3 separate regions of the Sus scrofa genome follow, and regions 1 and 2 are each linked to region 3. A link is a contact called in public HiChIP or PLAC-seq data. All regions are on one chromosome and are shown on one strand. The core of a region is the stretch at or near the end of the contact, and the rest is flanking DNA. Distances in the headings are between cores, read along the strand shown. Region 1 holds the start of RPS6KB2 (ribosomal protein S6 kinase beta-2). Region 2 holds the start of TMEM134 (transmembrane protein 134). Region 3 holds the start of POLD4 (DNA polymerase delta subunit 4).

Region 1 (2,700 bases), core at 143-2,642, 65 kb before region 3:
TGACAATCCTTAACCCCACTAGGCCACCAGGGTGGGAACTCCTATCTTCTGCACTGTAGGATATTTAGCAGAATTCCTGGCCTCTACCCACTGGATGCCAGTAGCATCCTCTCTATTCATGACTCTGAGATGTACACAGACATTGCCAGATGTCCCTGGGAGGCAGGCAGTGTTGTCCATGGTTGAGAATTACTGCAAAACCATCTCCTCCCCGGGTTCACGGAGCGCACTGGGAATGACAGCCACTCAGTGAGGCTCTGTGGGCTGAAGAAATGACTCACCTTCCTCAAGACTTTCATGGCATAGATTTTGCCCAGGTTGGTGCCCTGCACCTTTCTCACCTGGAACACCTGCAGGGCAGGGGAGACAGGATCAACCTCCCTCTCCACATCCTATCTTCCAAAAGCACCACCCCGAAGCTCTGGCACTGGGACCAGAGGCCTAGGCCCACCCAAGGGTGGGGCAGTAAAGATCCGAAGTCCTGATTGGAGAGGATTTACTCTTCCCTCCTTGACCTGTTTACCTCTGAGTTCAAGCACAGGCTCTGATGCTTTAGAAGTCTAATTTGTTTTGAGACCCTTTGCTCCAGCAACACTGAGGAAGGAGGGCCAGTACCTTGCCGTAGTTGCCCTTGCCCAGCACGCGCAGCAGCTCAAAGCAGTGGGGCCCAATGCGCTCAGGGCCCGGGTTTACACTGGTTTCTGTCAGCTCCACCTCCTCATAGTGTCCCACAGGCCTGTGGACACAAGAAGTCAATGGGGGGAGCTCCAGTGCTCCTAAAGTCCCTTTCCCCAGCCCATTCCCTCCTCCCCCAGCACGACCCTCACTCACTCCAGGCCAGCCGCCCTCGACTCGGCAAGGGGACACGCATCCTGTGAGAAACCGAGGGGTAAGAGCCAAGGGAGGTGCCAGGCCCCCTCCCCCCGAGGCTGGACTGCTTGGCCCAGGAGAGGAGGGGTCAGGACTGGGAGCTGGCATCCGATGGGTCAGGACTGGGGAGCAGAGGCGAGGGCAGGAAAGGGAGACTCAGGGACAGGGCTGGAGTCCTGCCAGACAGGTCGGGGTGAGAGTAGGGTCAGAGCTTAACAGTGCCTGGGATCTGAGACAGACCGAGGTCTGCTGGAGCCGAGCCCCCTCTGGGTCGAGGGAACCCGAGGTATCCCACCGCCTGGGTGAAGGGATCGGGCCGGGATCGAGCCGCGCCCGCGCGTCACTCACCGCCGGGCTGAACTCTGGCTCGCCTTCGCCCTCGCTGCCTTCCTCCGTCTCCAGGTCCAGGTCAAACACCGCCGCCATACCTGCGCGGGCCCGGCGGAGCCCCTCTGCTAGTACCTAGCCACTCTGACTGACAGGCCGGGGCCGAAGCCCTTACGTCATCGCTCCGCGACGGAGGCCTCGCGCGCCGGGGACGCAGGAGGCCATCCCTCCCTCCCGCCTGCGGGGCAAAAGATGGCGTCCGTCGCAAGGCATCTCGGGAATGGTAGTTCCAGGGTGCCGGGATGCCAAAGCCCGCACAACCCTTTCCCGAGGACCCTTCAGTCTTCCCAATACAGCTCCCCTGGGGCAACACCCGACTAGGGCCTCCTGGAGGGCGACCATCTTGGCTCCAGGGAGAGTTTGAGTTTGGATTATGCAGAGTCGGAAGTGCAAGCAGGTGTGCGTGTAAGTGCAATTCCCAGCTCTGTTGGAACCCTGCGTTACCAGGCTGTCTCGGTGGCGAGAGGCAGGTCGAATATATCTCTCTGTTGGTCCCTGAAAGGGAGCCGACCTTTGCATCACGTCTCCCTAACGTGCCTCCCAGCTCAAGGACCTGCAGGTCAGAGCTTTTACTGCTCTGTGCTCAGCTTACTGCTGGGCTTTGTTGCCACATTCCTGCCGGAAAGGGTTTGGATCTCGTAGATCCACCCGTAAACATGGGCTTGTGTTGGAGTTTGCTTCTTTGCCAATTTCAGCACATTTAGTGATCCCGCTACCCGGTACAGAATAGTTGCTTAGTAAAACTTCACTACAGTGAGTGGGTGAACACACCACATCTGGTCTGTAAGTTTAAACCTGGGCACGGGGAGTTCTGTCTTGGCGCAGCGGAACCATGAGGTGGTGGGTTCGATCCGTGGCCTCGCTCAGTGGGTTAAGGATCTGGCGTTGCCTTTGAGCTGTGGTGTACGTCGCAGAAGGGGCTCAGCTCTGGCATGGCTGTGGCTGTGTGTAGACCGGCAGCAACAGCTCCAATTAGACCCTTAGCCTGGGAACATCCATATGCCACAGGTGTGGCCCTTAAAAGACAAAAAAATAAATAAATAAAATAAATTTGGGCATGGATTCTTTTTCTTTCTTTCTTTCTTTTTTTTTTTTTTTTTTTTTTGGCTTGTTAGGGCTGCTCCTGCAGCATATGGAGGTTCCCAGGCTATGGGGTTGAATAGGAGCTGTAGCTGCCAGCCTCTGTCACAGCCACAGCAACATGGGATCTGAAACACGTGTGCCCTACACCACAGCTCATGGCAACGTCAGATCCTTAACCCACTAAGCGAGGCCAGGGATCACACCCGCTTCCTCATGGATCGAACCTGCTTCCATACGGATACTAGTCAGATTTGATTCTGAGCCACGACAGGAACTCCCTCAGGCATGGATTCTTGTCGGGTGGAGTTCTGGGGTTGTGAATTGGGCCAGACCAGGCCTTGGATGAGTTCTGAATTTTGG
Region 2 (2,856 bases), core at 145-2,644, 100 kb before region 3:
CTAGTGCCAAATAACTGTTCTGAGTGTGGCAGATCCAGTAATAAGACAGTGTAAAATCAGCTAATTTTGGAGTTCCCGTTGTGGTTCAGTAGGTTAAGAACCCGACTAGTATCCATGAGAATATGGGTTATATCCCTGGCCTGCCTCAGTGGGTTAGGGACCCAGTATTGCTGCAACCTATGGTGTAGGTCACAGATGCAGCTGGATTCAGCGTTGCTGTGGCCGTGGTATAGCCTGGCAGCTGCGGCTCTGATTCCACTCCTAGCCTGGGAACTTCCATATGCCACAGGTACAGCCCTAAAAACAAAAATAAAATAAATTTCTGGTAAGTGCTGTGTGATATGAAGTTGACTTTATTTACTTTTTTGTCTTTTTAGGGTTGTACCCACAGCATGTGGAAGTTCCCAAGCTAGGGGTCAAACTGGAGCTGTAGCTGCCGGCCACAGCCACAGCCACAGCCACACCAGTCCCAGTCACATATGCGAGCTACACCACAGCTCACCAGGTCCTTAACCCACTAAGTGAGGCCAGGGATTGAACCTGAGTCCTCATGGCTACTAGTCCGTTTAACTGCTGAACCACAAAGGGAACTCCGTGAAACTGACTTTATTTTTGCTTTTTAGGGCCACACCCAGGGTATATGGAGGTTCCCAGGCTAGGGGTCGAATCTGAGCTGTAACTGCTAGCCTATGCCACAGTCACAGCCACACCAGATCCAACCTGCGTCTGCAACCTACACCACAGATCACGGCAACACTGGATCCTTAAACCACTGAGCGATGCCAGGGAGCGAACTTCAACCTCATGGTTCCTAGTCGGCTTCCTTTCCTCTGTGCCACAATGGGACCTCCAAGAGTTCAGATACTATTCTAACCACAGTGAAAAACCAAGGGATGGTTTTATGCAGAGGAGTGACTTGGCAGCATGCTTTAAAAAATAAAAAAAAAAAGTTTTATTTAAGACTAACTAAGGATCCATTATGTCTAAAAGAGCACTTTAGCTGCTGCTGCGTGGAAACTATATTGGAGGAGAGTACAAGCTACATCTGTACGGCGGCGAGAATCATCCCCGGAGCAGGGCCATGGTGAGTAAGTGTGGGGGAACCGTTCCTAAGAGTCGCCTTGGCACTCGAGGAGCGAGCTGGGATGCGGAAGGCTGGAGCGTAGCAGCCCATCCAAGCCCCGCGTACAGGCCCAGGATTGCGTCCGAGCCGTATCCTCGGTCGCTCGCCTAGGCGGCCGCTGGGCGGCGCCGCGAGTCCAGCTCGAGTCCAGTCCGGACGAGAGGCAGCCCTGCGCACTAGTCAGCTCGGCGCTCGGCAGCTCTAGCCTGCCGAGGGCGGGGCCGTTATGGAAGGGCGGGGCCTCGGCCAGGGCGCCGGACCGTCGGGCAACCTAGACGACAGCACGGGGCGGGGTCTGCGCGCGGGGGCGGGGCCTGGGCGACGCGGGGCCGGCGGGAGCAGATGGCGACGGCGCTGGGCGCCTGAGCGGGCTGGGGCCATGAGCGCCGCCCGGCCCCAGTTCTGCATCGATGACGCCTTCGAACTGTCCCTGGAGGACGCGGGCCCCGGCCCCGAGTCCGGCGGAGTCGCCCGCTTCGGGCCGCTGCACTTCGAGCGCCGGGCCCGGTTCGAGGTGGCCGAGGAGGACAAGCAGTCCCGCCTGCGCTACCAGGTGAAGGGCCCGGCCCACCTCACCCCACACCTGGGTCTGGGCGGACCCCAGGCCGGCCCCCGGAGAATCCCAACTCGGGAGGATCTGATTAGAGGCCTCAGCCGGAGTGGGAGATCGCCTCCCGGACGTGGCCACTGATCCAGATCCCTGCCCAAACTTTCGTAGCTATGATTTCAGTGCCCGGCCACCACTGGAGAGCCCAGAACTCAGATTCGGGAGCTGATACCCCACCCCGAGCTAGAGATCCCATCCTGGATGCCCCACCGATCCTGGGTACTGACGCTCCCTCCCCTTACCCTACAGGACTGGAAGCTCTTCTGTACCAGAACCAAACCTTGTCTATACTCAGGAGCAGTCCCCTGAGCCCCAGGCCAGATAATCTAGGGAGCCAGCACCCCCTCTTCTGTTCTGAAAGTCCCCGTGCCTTCCTCTCCTCCAGAGCCGAGGCCCCCACTCACATGATGAGTCCTGGCGGATGCCTTGCCTCCCGCTAAACTGGAAATGCCCGTTTTCCCAGAGACTCTCCACCAGCTCTAGAATGCTTTTCTTGGAAACCTGGACCAGATTGCTGTGCCACAAATCTGGAAACTTTTGGCTTGTCCTGCCCTGGCACCCCACATCCAGAGCAGCCATACTGCACCCCTGAAATACCATCCTGACATCTCCACCGTGACTCACAAGCTTGGGAGATCACTGGGCCCTGGGACCCATGCTGGGAGCCCTCCACCAGCCCCTGCGGGCTCCTCCCTGCCAAACCCCCAGCACCCACCTGCTACCAGGGTTTCAGTTTCTGTGAATCATCAAACCCGTTGTTCTTCTCTGGGGAGGGCAGGGCGGAGGGAGTAGCTGTCAAGCGGCCAGGCAAACAGCTGTGTGGGCTGGCTTCCTTCTTCACCAGAGGGGTGTGAGGAAAGGCCTGAACCTCGTAACCCCACTGGGCCCTGTGTTCTGAAATAGAACCTGGAGAACGATGAGGATGGAGCCCAAGCCTCTCCGGAGCCGGATGGGGGAGTCAGCACCAGGTCAGGGCCAGGTGGGGACCCACCCCGAACTCCTAGCCCAGGCCCCTGGCCCCCGCTCAGTCCTCTTCCTTACCTTACTCAGCTCTCATATCCTGTCCTACAAGAGGGGGGCCCTGTCCTGCACCCTACCCTAATGCCAGCCTCACCCCACCCCAACC
Region 3 (2,924 bases), core at 102-2,601:
GGGCCCTCCTGCTCTCACTCCTCCACTCGTCCCTCCTTGAGGAAGGGACGGGGAGAGCCGGGGGAGGAGGCCCTGAAGAAGCGGCCTGTTCTTGCTCCTCCCTCTCCTGCGCAGGCAGAGCCCCAGACCCCAGAGCAGTGGGAGACAGTGAAGGCAGAAGCCTCTGGGCAGCCCCTGCACCCCTGCAAGGAAGAGTGGATGGGCTCTTGAGAGGGCAGGTCGAGCTGGCCCGGTCCCTGCTCTGATTCCCAGGCTCCCACTGGCCAGCACTTTTGCCTGCTGCCAGGAAGTTGGCGAGGAGGAGGCGGGTTTAGGGGTGAGTCAGCGAGGAGAGGAACCCAAGGGACAAAGGTCATGGATGGAGAATTGAGAGATACTGTTCACAGCAGCCCACCTCCTCCAGGAGGTCTTCCAGGGCTAAGCCGACTTGTGGGCCAACTTATTTCTGACCCACCCTTCCCCCTTCACCTGTGTGTTAGGACTTTTATCTTTGCACTGTGATCTGTAAGTCCATCTGCTTGCCCTTTAGCCTGTGAGCTCCTGGGGTTTCACTGGGGCCCCATAATGCCTGTGGCTATCAGCACTTCCTACTTTCAAGAACCATTCCTGTTTGTTTTTGTTGCGTGACTAAGTGGGAAAGTGCCTAGAACAGCACCCGGCACACTGTAAGAGCCACATAAGTGTCAGGTTCACTGCTGGTATTTTCTGCTCCTACTCTCACACTGGGAAAGAGTTTACTGATGAAGGACTGGGAATCCAAACACATCTGGCCTCCTGAGCAGTGTGGAATCTTGCTGACAAGGAGGGTGGGCAGAGGCAGGCTGTGGGACCCCAGGAGAGAGAGCACTTGCCTAGACCAAGTGTGGGCAGTGTCCTTGGGTGCCAACCGTGAGAAAGGAGATTTCAGAACCCCCGGGCTTCTCCAGCCAGGTCTCCAGGGGCCGGTTGGGGGAGGGGTGGGAGCAGGGAAGGGGTCTGGATTAGCCCAGACTCTCTCCGGACCTCCAGACCTGCCCCCACAACGCACTGCGGGCCAAGGGGCGGGAGTGGAAGTCTGGGGAGTTACAAACCGGCCACGGGGATTAGCGAGGCTGAAAGAACATTTGCCTAGGAAGGGAAAACGGGAAGTGAGAGGCTGAGGATAACGCTCGGTTAGTCCCCCGAGACCCACTGCAGACCAGTGGGGGGGTGGGGCAGGGGGAGGTGGTGCTGTCTGGGGCGTCGTGACAGGTCCCCCACCCCGGCCTCACCCCTGCTCCCCCCAGAACACAGCTGCATCAGGTGCCCCGCCCCCTCTGCCCGCGCCACCCGCCATTGGCTGGAGCCAGGCCCCGCCCCGCCGAGGCGGCCTGCCATTGGCTGAGGTCCTTGCTGTTTGCATGCTTGTGGGGGTGGGGGAGAGGCGTCATTCCTGGAACCCTCGGACTTCCTTTCTGCCGGTCTGGGTCATCTGTCTGCCCACCCGTCGCTGGCCCCAGGCTCGCTCTCTGGCCCCAGCCCTCTCTCCCTCTCTCAGCAGCTGTCTCTTTCGTGCCCGCTGGCCTGTCTCTTCTTCCCCGCAGTCGCCTCCTTCTCCGCCTGCCTGGGTGGCCGCCATGGGCCGGAAGCGGCTCATCACTGACTCCTACCCAGTAGTGAAGAGGAGGGAGGGCCCCGCTGGGCACAGCAAGGGGGAGCTGGCACTGAAGCTAGGTCTCTGAGGTGTGGGGGGGGTGGGAGGATGGGTGCGAGGGACCTGAGAGGACGTGGGCAATGGCCGGGGAAGTGAAGTGTGTCCTCTGTGTCCTACATCAGGCCTGGCAGCGGACAGCAGAGGCAGAGGGGTGGTGAGGGCTGGGGAACAGTGGGTCAGCTGTGAGGTGAGGGGCAGGGGACAAGCCTGGGCAGGCCTGAGGAGTGGCATGTCATTGCAGAGGAAGAGCCCGAGCCCCCGCCCCCGAGCGTGGATGAAGCGGAGCTGGAGCTGCTGAGGCAGTTTGACCTGGCCTGGCAGTATGGGCCCTGCACAGGTGAGAGTCCCTCAAGCCCGGAGAGCACATTCTGGAGCCAGTCCAGCCACCCACACGTGTCTCAAGCAGCCCCAGCCCCTGCCTGACCCTCTGGGCACTGTCTCCAGAGACTGGGGGTGTGGAGGTCCCGACACACCCCTCCACACACATCCTCTAGCAGGGACTCTTTTCTGCTCCCCACGAGCCCCCACTGTCTTCTCTACACCCGGCAGGGATCACACGGCTGCAGCGCTGGCATCGGGCAGAGCAGATGGGCCTGGCGCCACCGCCAGAAGTGCGCCAGGTGCTGCAGACTCACCCCGGGGATCCCCGCTTCCAGTGCAGGTCAGAGACAGGCTTGGGAGGGCTTTCAGGGGAGCCAGGGACTTCTCCAGACGCCACCAGCCTGCACCCCTCTCCCATGATGGGAGCTATTCTGACCTGAGGGAGAAATAGGGGAAACCTTGGAGGTCCTTGCTGGGCAGGAGAGAAGGTTCTACAAGTTGCATGGCTCAGGAAGCAGAAGCTCGCTTTAATAATTCTTATCTCTGAGCTAATGGTGGAGGAGGGGTTCTCCTAGGGCCCAAGGGACTCTTTAGTGCTGAGGGGTTGGCCAAGGACCGGGCTGGTGAGATGAGATCAAGAGACTTAAGTGATTCTGGTTTCTCCCTCCACCCACATCCCCGGCACAGCCTCTGGCACTTCTACCCCCTTTGAAGCATCACCTAAGACCTCTGCCTGCTACTTGAGAACCTAAGGACGTAAGCCAGTGCCAGTTGCTGCCCCTTGGCTCAGCTCTGCTGTGAAGTTTGGCAGGAAGAGTCTCAGAGGAAAGGAAAGAGGCTGAATCTGGAGAGCTCTGCCACTCAGCCCTGCATCTCCCCAGCAGGCTCCCGGGGCCCCTGCTGAGAACGACACAGCCAGAGCCAAGCACCT

The links. HiChIP or PLAC-seq counts read pairs in DNA pulled down with a chosen protein or histone mark.
Region 1: an H3K27ac HiChIP or PLAC-seq map of alveolar macrophages shows a contact between it and region 3. The contact joins the promoter of RPS6KB2 here to the promoter of POLD4 in region 3. A contact is called at or near these places in 2 of 47 Hi-C or Micro-C datasets (embryonic fibroblasts and liver) and 2 of 2 datasets of contacts at active chromatin or transcription factors (alveolar macrophages and skeletal muscle).
Region 2: an H3K27ac HiChIP or PLAC-seq map of alveolar macrophages shows a contact between it and region 3. The contact joins the promoter of TMEM134 here to the promoter of POLD4 in region 3. A contact is called at or near these places in 4 of 5 promoter capture datasets (fetal liver, fetal skeletal muscle and liver), 15 of 47 Hi-C or Micro-C datasets (alveolar macrophages, blood, brain and 9 more) and 2 of 2 datasets of contacts at active chromatin or transcription factors (alveolar macrophages and skeletal muscle).

What each region holds. Positions count from the first base shown.
Region 1 is chr2:5,094,199-5,096,898 of Sscrofa11.1, forward strand. RPS6KB2 (ribosomal protein S6 kinase beta-2) reads right to left here and starts at 1,393. Exons shown (of 15, transcript XM_003122462.4): 1 at 1,219-1,393; 2 at 832-872; 3 at 616-736; 4 at 282-350. The coding sequence starts at 1,296.
Region 2 is chr2:5,055,859-5,058,714 of Sscrofa11.1, forward strand. It overlaps TMEM134 (transmembrane protein 134), which reads left to right and starts at 1,395. Exons shown (of 7, transcript XM_021082746.1): 1 at 1,395-1,676; 2 at 2,634-2,698. The coding sequence starts at 1,503.
Region 3 is chr2:5,159,555-5,162,478 of Sscrofa11.1, forward strand. POLD4 (DNA polymerase delta subunit 4) reads left to right here and starts at 1,352. Exons shown (of 4, transcript XM_005660637.3): 1 at 1,352-1,692; 2 at 1,914-2,009; 3 at 2,222-2,333; 4 at 2,681-2,924. The coding sequence starts at 1,380. The coding sequence ends at 2,705. All of the region lies in intron 2 of LOC110259234, which reads right to left.